Regions from separate parts of the Mus musculus genome. Here region 2 is linked to region 1. A link is a contact called in public ChIA-PET data. All regions are on one chromosome and are shown on one strand. Each heading gives the region's core, a stretch centred on a gene start, on an enhancer-like site or on the middle of the called end of the contact. The rest is flanking DNA. Distances are from core to core; before and after follow the strand shown.

Region 1 (5,133 bases), core at 1,927-4,426:
GTGTGTGTGTGTGTGTGTGTGTGTGTGTCTGTCCTGCATAAATACCTGCCTGCTGCCTGCAGAGACCAGAAGAAGGCATTGTATACTCTGGAACATTTGAATCATGTGGATACTGGGGATTGAACCCAGGACCTCTGCAAAACCAACAAGTATTCTGTTTGTTTGTTTGTTTGTTTGTTTTTTATTTTTCGAGACAGGGTTTCTCTGTGCAGTCCTGGCTGTCCTGGAACTCACTCTGTAGACCAGGCTGGCTTCGAACTCAGAAATCCGCCTGTCTCTGCCTCCCAAGTGCTGGGATTAGAGGCATGTGCCACAACTGCCCGGCCCAACAAGTACTCTTAACCACTGAGCCACCTCTGAAGCCCATTAACAATACTTTTTTTTATAAGATTTTTTTTTTTTTGAGACAGGGTTTCTCTGTGGCTGTCCTGGAACTCATTCTGTAGACCAGGCTGGCCTCAAACTCAGAAATCTGCCTGCCTCTGCCTCCCAAGTGCTGGGATTAAAGGCATGAGCCACCACTGCCTGGCAATAAGATTTTTTTTAAATATTCATTTATTTTATTTATATGAGTACACTGTATTTGTCTTCAGACACAGCAGAAGAGGTCATCAGATCCCATTACAGATGGTTGTGAGCCACCATGTGGTTGCTGGGATTTGAACTCAAGACCTCTAGAAGAGCAGGCAGTGCTCTTAACCACTCAGCCATCTCTCCAGCCCAGCTTGTTTGTTTTTAACAAGATTCCATATATATGTATGTTTCATGTCTGGTAAGGCCAGAAAATGATCATCTGGAACCAGACTTATGAATGGTTCTGATCCACCACATGAGTGCTGGGAACAGAACCCAGGTCCTCTGCTACAGCAGCAGGTTCTCTTAACCACTAAGATGTCTCTCTGGCCCCAGTTTACACTCTTATTTAATGTACAGCCCATATCCTAATCCTGTTAGTAGTAGCAATGGTGTCCTTCAAAGCATTTCCCCTGGCACAGGGTTTAGTCCAGGTTGACATGCCACATTTAGTTGTAACTAGTTAAGCCTAGGTTGACATGCCACATTTAGTTGTAACTAGTTATTTAGTCTCCCCTGAGCCTGTTTCTCATTCACTTTTCTTGTTATTCTAGACATGTGATCTTATAAAAGTTTATTTTTGTTTAGTTTTGTTTTTGTTTTTTCCGAGACAGGGTTTCTCTGTATAGCCCTGGCTGTCCTGAAACTCACTCTGTAGACCAGGCTGGCCTCGAACTCAGAAATCCGTCTGTCTCTGCCTCCCGAGTGCTGGAATTAAAGGCGTACACCACCACGCCCAGCAATTTTTTTATTTTTACTTGTATATGTATGGGTGTTTTGTCTGCATGTGTCTGTGGACTACATGTGTGCCTGGCACCTTAGGATCCCAGAGTTACAGATTGTGCCACGTGGGTCCTGGGAACTGACTCTAGGTCATCTAGAAGAGCTGCCAGAACTCTTAGCACTAAACCATTGTCCCATCTCTCATATGGCCTTTTATAAACGCCAGTTGAAAGCATGTTCCCAGATTGGATATGTATGTATGGTATTTCCTGGTGATTAGACCCTAAGTATATTTTTTCTTATTTTGTTTTCACACACACACACACACACACATATATATATATATATACATATACATATACATATACATACACACACAGAAACACACACATATATATATACATGTGTATTTGTGCTCACCTGTATTCAGGTACCTGAAGAGACCTGAAGAAGGAATGGGATCCCCTGGAGCCAGAGTTACAGGAAGTTGTGAGTCACCCAGCCTGGTGCTGGGAACAGAATTCAGGTTCTCTGGAAAGGCAGCAGCTGTTTTTCACATCTGAACCATCTCTCTAGCCCTTCAACAGGGTTTCTCTGTGACCCCTGGCTGTCCTGGGACTCACTCTATAGACCAGGGTGGCCTGGAACTCCGAGAGATCCATGTGTGTCATCACTGCTGGACAAACAAGCACTTTTGTTGTTTTTTTGAGACAAGGTGTCAGGGAGTCAAAGTCAACATGTAACAAAGGCTGACCCTGAGCCTCCTTCCTGCTGCTCCTCACTTCCCAAATGCTGAGATTACAGACAAGTATGTAATCCTGGCTCACCACTGATGTTGTAGTCAATTAAAAAAATTATTTATTTGTGTGTGTGCAGGTATAAGATCAGAGGATTATTTATAAGAGTTAGTCCTCTCGTAGCTTGTGAGTTCCAGGAATTAAAAGCAGGCCATCAGGCAGGGCAGCAAGCACCTTTTACTGGCTGAGCCAGCTCATTGGTCCTTTTGGTTTTCTTTGTTCTGTTTTTGAGACAGAATCTTGCTATCTAGCTCTGTGTGGTCTGGCACCTACAGTGGTTCCGCCTGCCTCTGCCTTTCTCTTGCTGCGATCACGTGAAGGTGTGAACCTCCATGCCCAGCTAGATTACATTGTTGACTGAAATATTCAATAAGTAACAACATAGCCTGCATGAGATTCCACACACAGAGACACATAGTATCTTTTAATGAGACAGTCTTTGTTCTGTCACCATCTTGCCCTGATCACACCTACTCTGCTCTGATCTTAGAAGCTAAGCAGGGTCCACACTGGATAGTACTCAAATGGGAGACATAGATTTTGTTCTCTTGGTTAAGATGTCTAATCTCTTTTCCCTGTTATTATCTGCCCTTTTGTGATTATGAGTAATTTGTGGCAAATTAGTTTGAGTCTACATGAGTGTCCCATTTCTCACGTGGGCCCCCTCCCTGATTCTGCATCCAATGACCTGGATCAATTTTTCCTAAGATGTGTCTTTGTTGCTACTATTACCTGTGGCCCAAAGCTTTCATACCAACATATCTTATAAAATGTTTGTTATGAAAAATATGCAGCCTGGTCCTTTTAAAACAGAGCTCAGACGATGTTTTTGGGATCTCAACTATGGCTAGGGAGGGGCTTGGCCTCCACGTGAATGGTAGCATTAGCTGTGGCTTTCTTGCTGGCTGCAGGCCCGGGACCTTGTGACAGACAGGACTAGAACACACCGAGGCTTCCCAGTGAAAACCTTGGCACCCTCTCACGAGCTCTGTTCTTTGTGTTCTCACATGTTCTAGCCCAGGCTTGTATGGCTCACCACCCTTTCTCACAGATTCCTGGATGTTTCCACCTGGACATCCTGTTGTCACCTCAAACTTAGCAGAAGCCACATCCCATTTTCTGTCTAGGTTGTCATAGTTACAATGGTTACAAAGACTGGAAGCCTCAGCGATAACTTTTATATACCCACTGAGTCATCTCTCCAGCCTTCTTTTCTTTTCTTTTTCTTTCTTTTTTTTTTTTTTTTTTTTTTTTTTCAGCAGGATCTCACTGGATCCTGGTGTGGTTAGCCAGGAACTCTCAATCCTCCTGCCTCAGCATCCCCAGTACTGGGATTGTCTGTTTTGTTTTAACAGCTTTTAGGAGATGGCTGATCTTCCCAAACACACTCAGCAGAGCTTTGATCTAGTGACTTTTTTTTTTTTTTTTTTTTTGAGACAGGGTTTCTCTGTAGACTCACTCTGGAACTCACTCTGTAGACCAGGCTGGCCTCGAACTCAGAAATCTGCCTGCCTCTGCCTCCCAAGTGCTGGGATTAAAGACATGCGCCACCACACCCAGCTGATCTAGTGACTTTTAAACGTCCCTTTGTGTCCCACTCCCTATTTCATTGGTGACCATCCCTTCGGGACTCAGCACCACTCCCAACTTCAAAGCAGCTCACAGTTCTGAAATCTATAGGATTTCCTTTCAATGATGAAGGCACAATTATTTTCTGCTCACATGTCAGCTGACAATGCTAGTCTACGACAATGGTCAAAAAAAAAAAAAAATGTGGACTCTGGGGCTGGGCATTATGTCTGTGATCCCAGCTCAGAAGGCTGAGTCAGGAGGATTGTCATAAGTTCAGGGCCAGCTTGAGCTACATAGTAAGTATCGGGCCAGCCAAGACATCTTCTTTAAAAAATAAATAAATAAAAATAAAGAGAGTGAGACTATGCCGGGGCCTAGCAAACACAGAAGTGGATGCTCACAGTCAGCTAATGGATGGATCACAGGGCTCCCAATGGAGGAGCTAGAGAAAGTACCCAAGGAGCTAAAGGGATCTGCAACCCTATAGGTGGAACAACAATATGAACTAACCAGTACCCCGGAGCTCTTGACTCTAGCTGCATATGTATCAAAAGATGGCCTAGTCGGCCATCACTGGAAAGAGAGGCCCATTGGACACACAAACTTTATATGCCCCAGTACAGGGGATCGCCAGGGCCAAAAAGGGGGAGTGGGTGGGTAGGGGAGTGGGGGTGGGTGGGTATGGGGGACTTTTGGTATAGCATTGGAAATGTAAATGAGCTAAATACCTAATAAAAAATGGAAAAAAAAAAGAGATTGAAAAAAAAATGGAATGCCACTCCCAACTGGGTGTGTGTTGGAGGCCTTCCTTAAAAAAAAAAATAAAAAATAAAAAATAAAGAGAGTGGTCTCTGGTATCAACATCTCTGACATCAATTCTGGTTTTGCTCTTCGTTACTCTGTGACTTTCAGTGAATGACTAAACTCTCCGTACCTCATCCATAAAATGAGGATTAATATTATTCATCTGATCAAGTTTGATGTGATAACTAAGTGATTTAAAACAGAAGGTACTTAAGCACATGACCTAGAAATTCTGTTTTCAAGTATGTACCCAAAAGAATCGAATCCCTAGTTCTTGGGAGACCCAGGCAGGGTGATTGTGAGTTCGAGGCTAGCCTGAACTGCAGAGTGAGACCTTGTCTCTTAGGAACACTCAAACATGGTGAGACACCTCTACAAGTCTCAGAATTCAGGAGGTAGAGGAAGGAGGATCTGTTTAAGATCATCCTTGCCATACAGTAAATTGGAGACCATTCTGTGTTAATGAAAGAAATGAAACAAATTTCGAGCCTGATGCAGACTAGGTAGGAAAACCTGCCAATCAAAAGAAGCCAGACATGATTTTTTTTTTTTTTTTCTGAGACAGGGTCTCACTCTGACTAACCCTGGCTGGCCTGGAATTAAGAGAGGTCTGCCTACCTTTGCCTCCTGAGCGCTAGCATTAAAGGTGTGAGTGAATACAGGT
Region 2 (4,543 bases), core at 1,548-4,047, 780 kb before region 1:
AAGCTTAGAAGTAGCCGACTCTTAGAAATGGCGTTTCGATCTCTGTCCTCTGTCCTGACGTGGTGTTCAGAGCTCTTGGTTAATGATTACCCTAGGATTAAGTTCCCTTTCAGATTCATGCGCCTGAGCTTGGGGCTTGCAACACGTTCAGTGTCACACAACAGGGGCATGGCCCACAAAAAGAAAGACAGACAAGAAAAGATGTCAGGTGGTTCCCTCACTGTATAAGTGTCGGGATGTGCTTTGCAAATGAGGACAGTCTGCATCCCTTGGCAGTAATAACTGGGGGGGGGGGCTGTTTTCATGTAAGGGGCCTGTTCTAGGCAGAAAAGCTAGTACACAGGGCAGGGCTTCACAGATTTACACACCAGCAAATAACACGTGAGTATATACATATCTGGGTTGAAATGTAACATTAGCTCTTAGTCATTAATATGGTATTCTCATACGTTTTGAAACACGTCTTGACGAAGGTTTACGCTTCTAAAATGACCTTAAACTTACCCCCTAAGGATATGGTTGCCCAGGGGCTCTGCCAGTAGAGATAGTAATTTCTGTGTTCGGCTCCACACTTGTCAGGTGTGGTGGAACTCTGAAACTTACTGGGGCAGGTAAGACATTTGTGTGAGATTTGGCCTGACATGACTTTTAAAAAAAAAAAAAAAAAAAAAAAGAAATCAGCTCGGGTATGCCTCAGTCTGAGACAATGACAGCATACACAGAATACATTGATAGGGTTTAAAGAAGTAGCAATAGTATTTGTACCATCTCCAAAATGTGATGCTTCAACAGGAGTAAGCCGGAAATGCCGAGGCTCCTGGGACACCACATCAACCCGGTGTCCTGCTGCCATTTAGAGTGTGCATCAGCCGTCACCTAGTGTTATTTGGGGAATGAAACAGGTTTCAGTGCTAACATGGAATATGAGAATCTCTGTTCTGATACACAGCTAAATTTTACTATTAGGCAAAATACTGGTAACATTAAACAAAGCTAGATCAGCTGAGAGGACAGTTAAATGGTAGCTTCCTTCCTGTTGGTGTTGGGATGTCCCAGTAGATAATGATCCTGAAACAAAATTTTATTTGCGAATACTTGGTTTTCTTAGTTGGACTTCTCGATTCAGAAAGTATTTGTGGAAACATATAGAAGGTTAAGATAAAAGCTTGTGTTATGGAAGGAACAAGCTTCCATACTTCACATTTCATAACATTCTTAAGTCTATGTTGTAAAGACGAGGCTTCCCCACCATTTGGACTGAAATATCTAGTGAGGATGGAGGAGAGAAGTTGGAAACTCCCAAGGCTTCTGCTTGGTTGCAGACCTGTGGAAATCAGTATGGAGCAAAGAGATACAGAGTGGGGCTGGAGCATGGCTCATGACTGAGTGCTGACTGCTCCAGCAGAGAATCCAGGTTTGAACTGCCAGGGTGTTCGAGGTCCTCTTTTGGCCTCTGACCCTGGTGCACATAAACTCATGCAGGCACATAACACGTTTAAAAAAAATTTTTAAAAGAAATATAGGAAGATGGTGTCATTTCAGATATGTGTCCTGAGTGGGTTTTTTTTAAATCTCAATTTACAGAATTTTTATGTCCACAGAGTGTTGGAAGTAGTTAGGTACTCAGAGCAAGCACCACTTGTGTAGGGCATACATTCACTTGGATGCCTGTTGCCCGAGTCAGGTAGCTGAGTTGGGGAGTCCATGTAGAACTCATTATATAAAGTTGTTGATTTAAAGCCTATAGCGCAGCGCATCTGTCCGGTTCCCGCGCCTTTTCCTCGTGCACATCCTTTGGCAGCGTGTCTTTTGTTTCCCCAGGCACACAATCTTCTAATGCAGCCTGTGAGTGGCAGCCCCTTTGACATAGGTCACCCAAGACCATCAGAAAACACAGATATTTACATTATGACTCCTAACAGCAAAATTACAGTTATGAGGTAGCAACAAAAACTAATTTATGGTTGGGGGTCAGCACAACATGAAGAACAGTATTAAAGGGCCGCAGCATTAGGAAGGTTGGGAACCACTGCTCTGACATAATGTTTGGATTCAGTCTCAAACACTGACTGCTCTTCCTCCGGCATTTGTCAGCTTGGATTTTACCCCTCTAGCATGGAGGTGGGGGTTGGGGGGAGGGCAGGCACAGGCAACTCAACCTGACTCTCCTTTCACAAAAGTTACAGATGCTCTACGTGGGGTTGTCCTGATGACTAGAGTCAGAGAGAAATCACCCAATGGTGTCTGCGGTCAGCAGTGTTAGTTCTCTAGACAGGCAAATGGCCCTAAATGGTAAAGTGCAGGATAAAGACCCAGGATGCTTGGATGAGGGGCACACTCTTGGGCCCCACAGAGGCATCAACACAGGTTGTTCAAGAACACATTGAAACATTTGTTTATGAAGGCTGGGTTACACCTTTGTTTCAGCTCTTGTTAGTTTTTCAACAAAAGTTAACATTTCCTTTTTTATAACTTTCCCACCTCCATGGAATCCCCAAACCATGGCCCCGGCCTCTTAGCCTGAGAGTGTGGTACCTGCCTGCCTGTACCTACTTCAGACTCACCAGCAGTCATATACAGAGAGCAAGCTCTGGCATTGGTGTGGGATACGTTGGTAAATTGCCGGTGTCGACATCATAATTCTCTCTCGCCTGGCGGAGGAGCCAGCTCTCCTTGTGGTTGGCTGTGGTTTCCTCTGGGCTGGGGAGAGTGGCAGGGAAACAACGAACCCTGTCTAGTTTTGACTCTGCCCGGGTGTAATGCATCCTGCGGCTCTCCTGAGATGGGCTGTGAGAGGCTTACCAGAAGGTTGGCAAATGAGACTTCCACACGCCTCAGCACCCGGTAGCCAATGGCTTGCTGAGCCAACATAGATTACCCCCTTGTGGTTTCATTCATCAAGGGGATCCCCGGCTTCATCAGAACACAGCCATGACTCTTCCCTGCCTCCTCCAGAAAAGCAAGTGCGCACATCTTGCCCTAAGAAGAACTCGGGGTGCCCTGGGTAAGCAGAAATGGGAGGGATCCTCCCCTAGTTTCCTCTGTGTGGATTGGGGGTGTTAGGGAAAGAAGCTCAGAGCTGCTTTTCTTTGAGTTTTCTTTTTTTTTTTTTAACCCAACTGCTATTCAGCGTTTCCTTCTGTCTCACCCTCTTCATGTGTAACCCACCTTCATCAAGTTGTACTTTCAGTTTCACATTTTAAATTACAGGATTCCTCTTTTCCTTGTGCATTTGAAAGGTTTTTGTAAACTAAGTAGCCACAGTTACTAAGTTACTAATTACGCCTAGTTCCTGGTTCTAAACCAGTTTTTAGGAAGTTTTTAGGAGGTGCTTTCACAGCTAGGCAGAGGGGAACGATCCCTGTAATGAGTTTAGGAACTGATGGTAACATGTCTGTCCGGCTTGCCCGTCTCAGAGGCCAACCTCGGAAAGAACACTGCTGAATCTTTTCTGGTGAAGTCAAGATCTCTCTTCCCCGTCTGTTGGTCTGTTTTCTGTCGGCCAAGCAGCTCATCCCTGTCTCTGGGCGTGGGCTTTGGTCTGTGTACATTCAGTGTGGTGGCATTTTTCTAGAAGAAGTGACTAAATCTTCTTGGATGAATTCTCTCTTTGAACGAGGTGGTTGGTTGCATCAGAGAGGCATTTACAGTAAATGGCTCCCCCTTCCTGTGCTGGCCACATGCGAAAGAATGCTCTAATTCTTGTTTTGAGGAAGCAGGAGCTATACAGCTCTGAAAACTCCCTGGTCTCATTAAATAGCCAGATTTGAATCTTAAAATTTTTTTCAAGTTGGAATCACTTTGTGCTCCCTAAATAAATGGCGCAGAGAGAGAAAGCTTTCCACTCCCGAATTCTGTCTGGAGCGCCTGATAGTTCCCAGTTCAGAAAGAGGAAATGGCATTGAATATAGATGTAGTGACGAAGGTCTAAAGTAAGTTCTTCACAGCCATTTTGTATTCCGGCCATCTGCTTCTTAGGTGTATGGGTGCTTGGTCTTTGGTGCCCTGGTTCTCAGTGCGATCCCGTAGCTCTTTGCCGAGGTTCTCAGGAAGCAGGTCTTCCCCCTAGTGGAAATGCGTGAGGGCGCTCTGGCTGTTCTTTGAGGGAACTTTAAGGTGCAAGCCCCATACAAGAAAACGTACGCAGTATTCCAAATGAGTTTATGTTAGGTGTTCATGTAGTCACCAATTAGTTTATAATTTTTTAAGCCTAGATTTAACTTTACATTTTTATAATACAAAACTATTTTGTATTTTTGTAATTCACAGAGTATATTATCTTTCATTTTGTTGTCTAACAGTGGTTCACCCTTTTATCTGACTACTTTAAAAACTTAAAAATCCACTTACTTATGTGCCCACGCGCTATGGCACATGCGTGCTGTGCACGTGTGGAAGTCAGAGGACAATATACAAGAGTCAGGTGTGGTTTTCCACCTAACTTTGAGTTCTTGCATGGAGCTCAGGACAGCAGACTTGGCAGTGACTTGCAACATACTGCCATCATGCTGGCCTGTCTGTCAGCTCAAACCCAAGTAAGTTA

What was found. ChIA-PET counts read pairs in DNA pulled down with a chosen protein or histone mark.
Region 2: an RNA polymerase II ChIA-PET map of effector CD8 T cells shows a contact between it and region 1, with 12 read pairs. The contact joins two enhancer-like sites. A contact is called at or near these places in 4 of 115 datasets of contacts at active chromatin or transcription factors (bone marrow-derived macrophages, effector CD8 T cells, memory CD8 T cells and 1 more).

The regions. Positions count from the first base shown.
Region 1 is chr6:30,344,869-30,350,001 of GRCm38.p6, reverse strand. No RefSeq gene overlaps it. Among named protein-coding and RNA genes, the nearest start is that of 1700095J07Rik, 43 kb to the right of the region's middle. Within about 2 kb of position 3,176, at least 68 of the 459 cell types and tissues checked have an H3K27ac peak or open chromatin away from gene starts, as enhancers often do. A contact at or near this core is called in effector CD8 T cells, memory CD8 T cells and pancreatic cancer cells, where this site is marked.
Region 2 is chr6:31,124,910-31,129,452 of GRCm38.p6, reverse strand. The region is part of intron 3 of Lncpint (long non-protein coding RNA, Trp53 induced transcript); the gene reads left to right. Among named protein-coding and RNA genes, the nearest start is that of Mir29b-1, 64 kb to the right of the region's middle. Within about 2 kb of position 2,797, at least 247 of the 459 cell types and tissues checked have an H3K27ac peak or open chromatin away from gene starts, as enhancers often do. A contact at or near this core is called in effector CD8 T cells, memory CD8 T cells and pancreatic cancer cells, where this site is marked.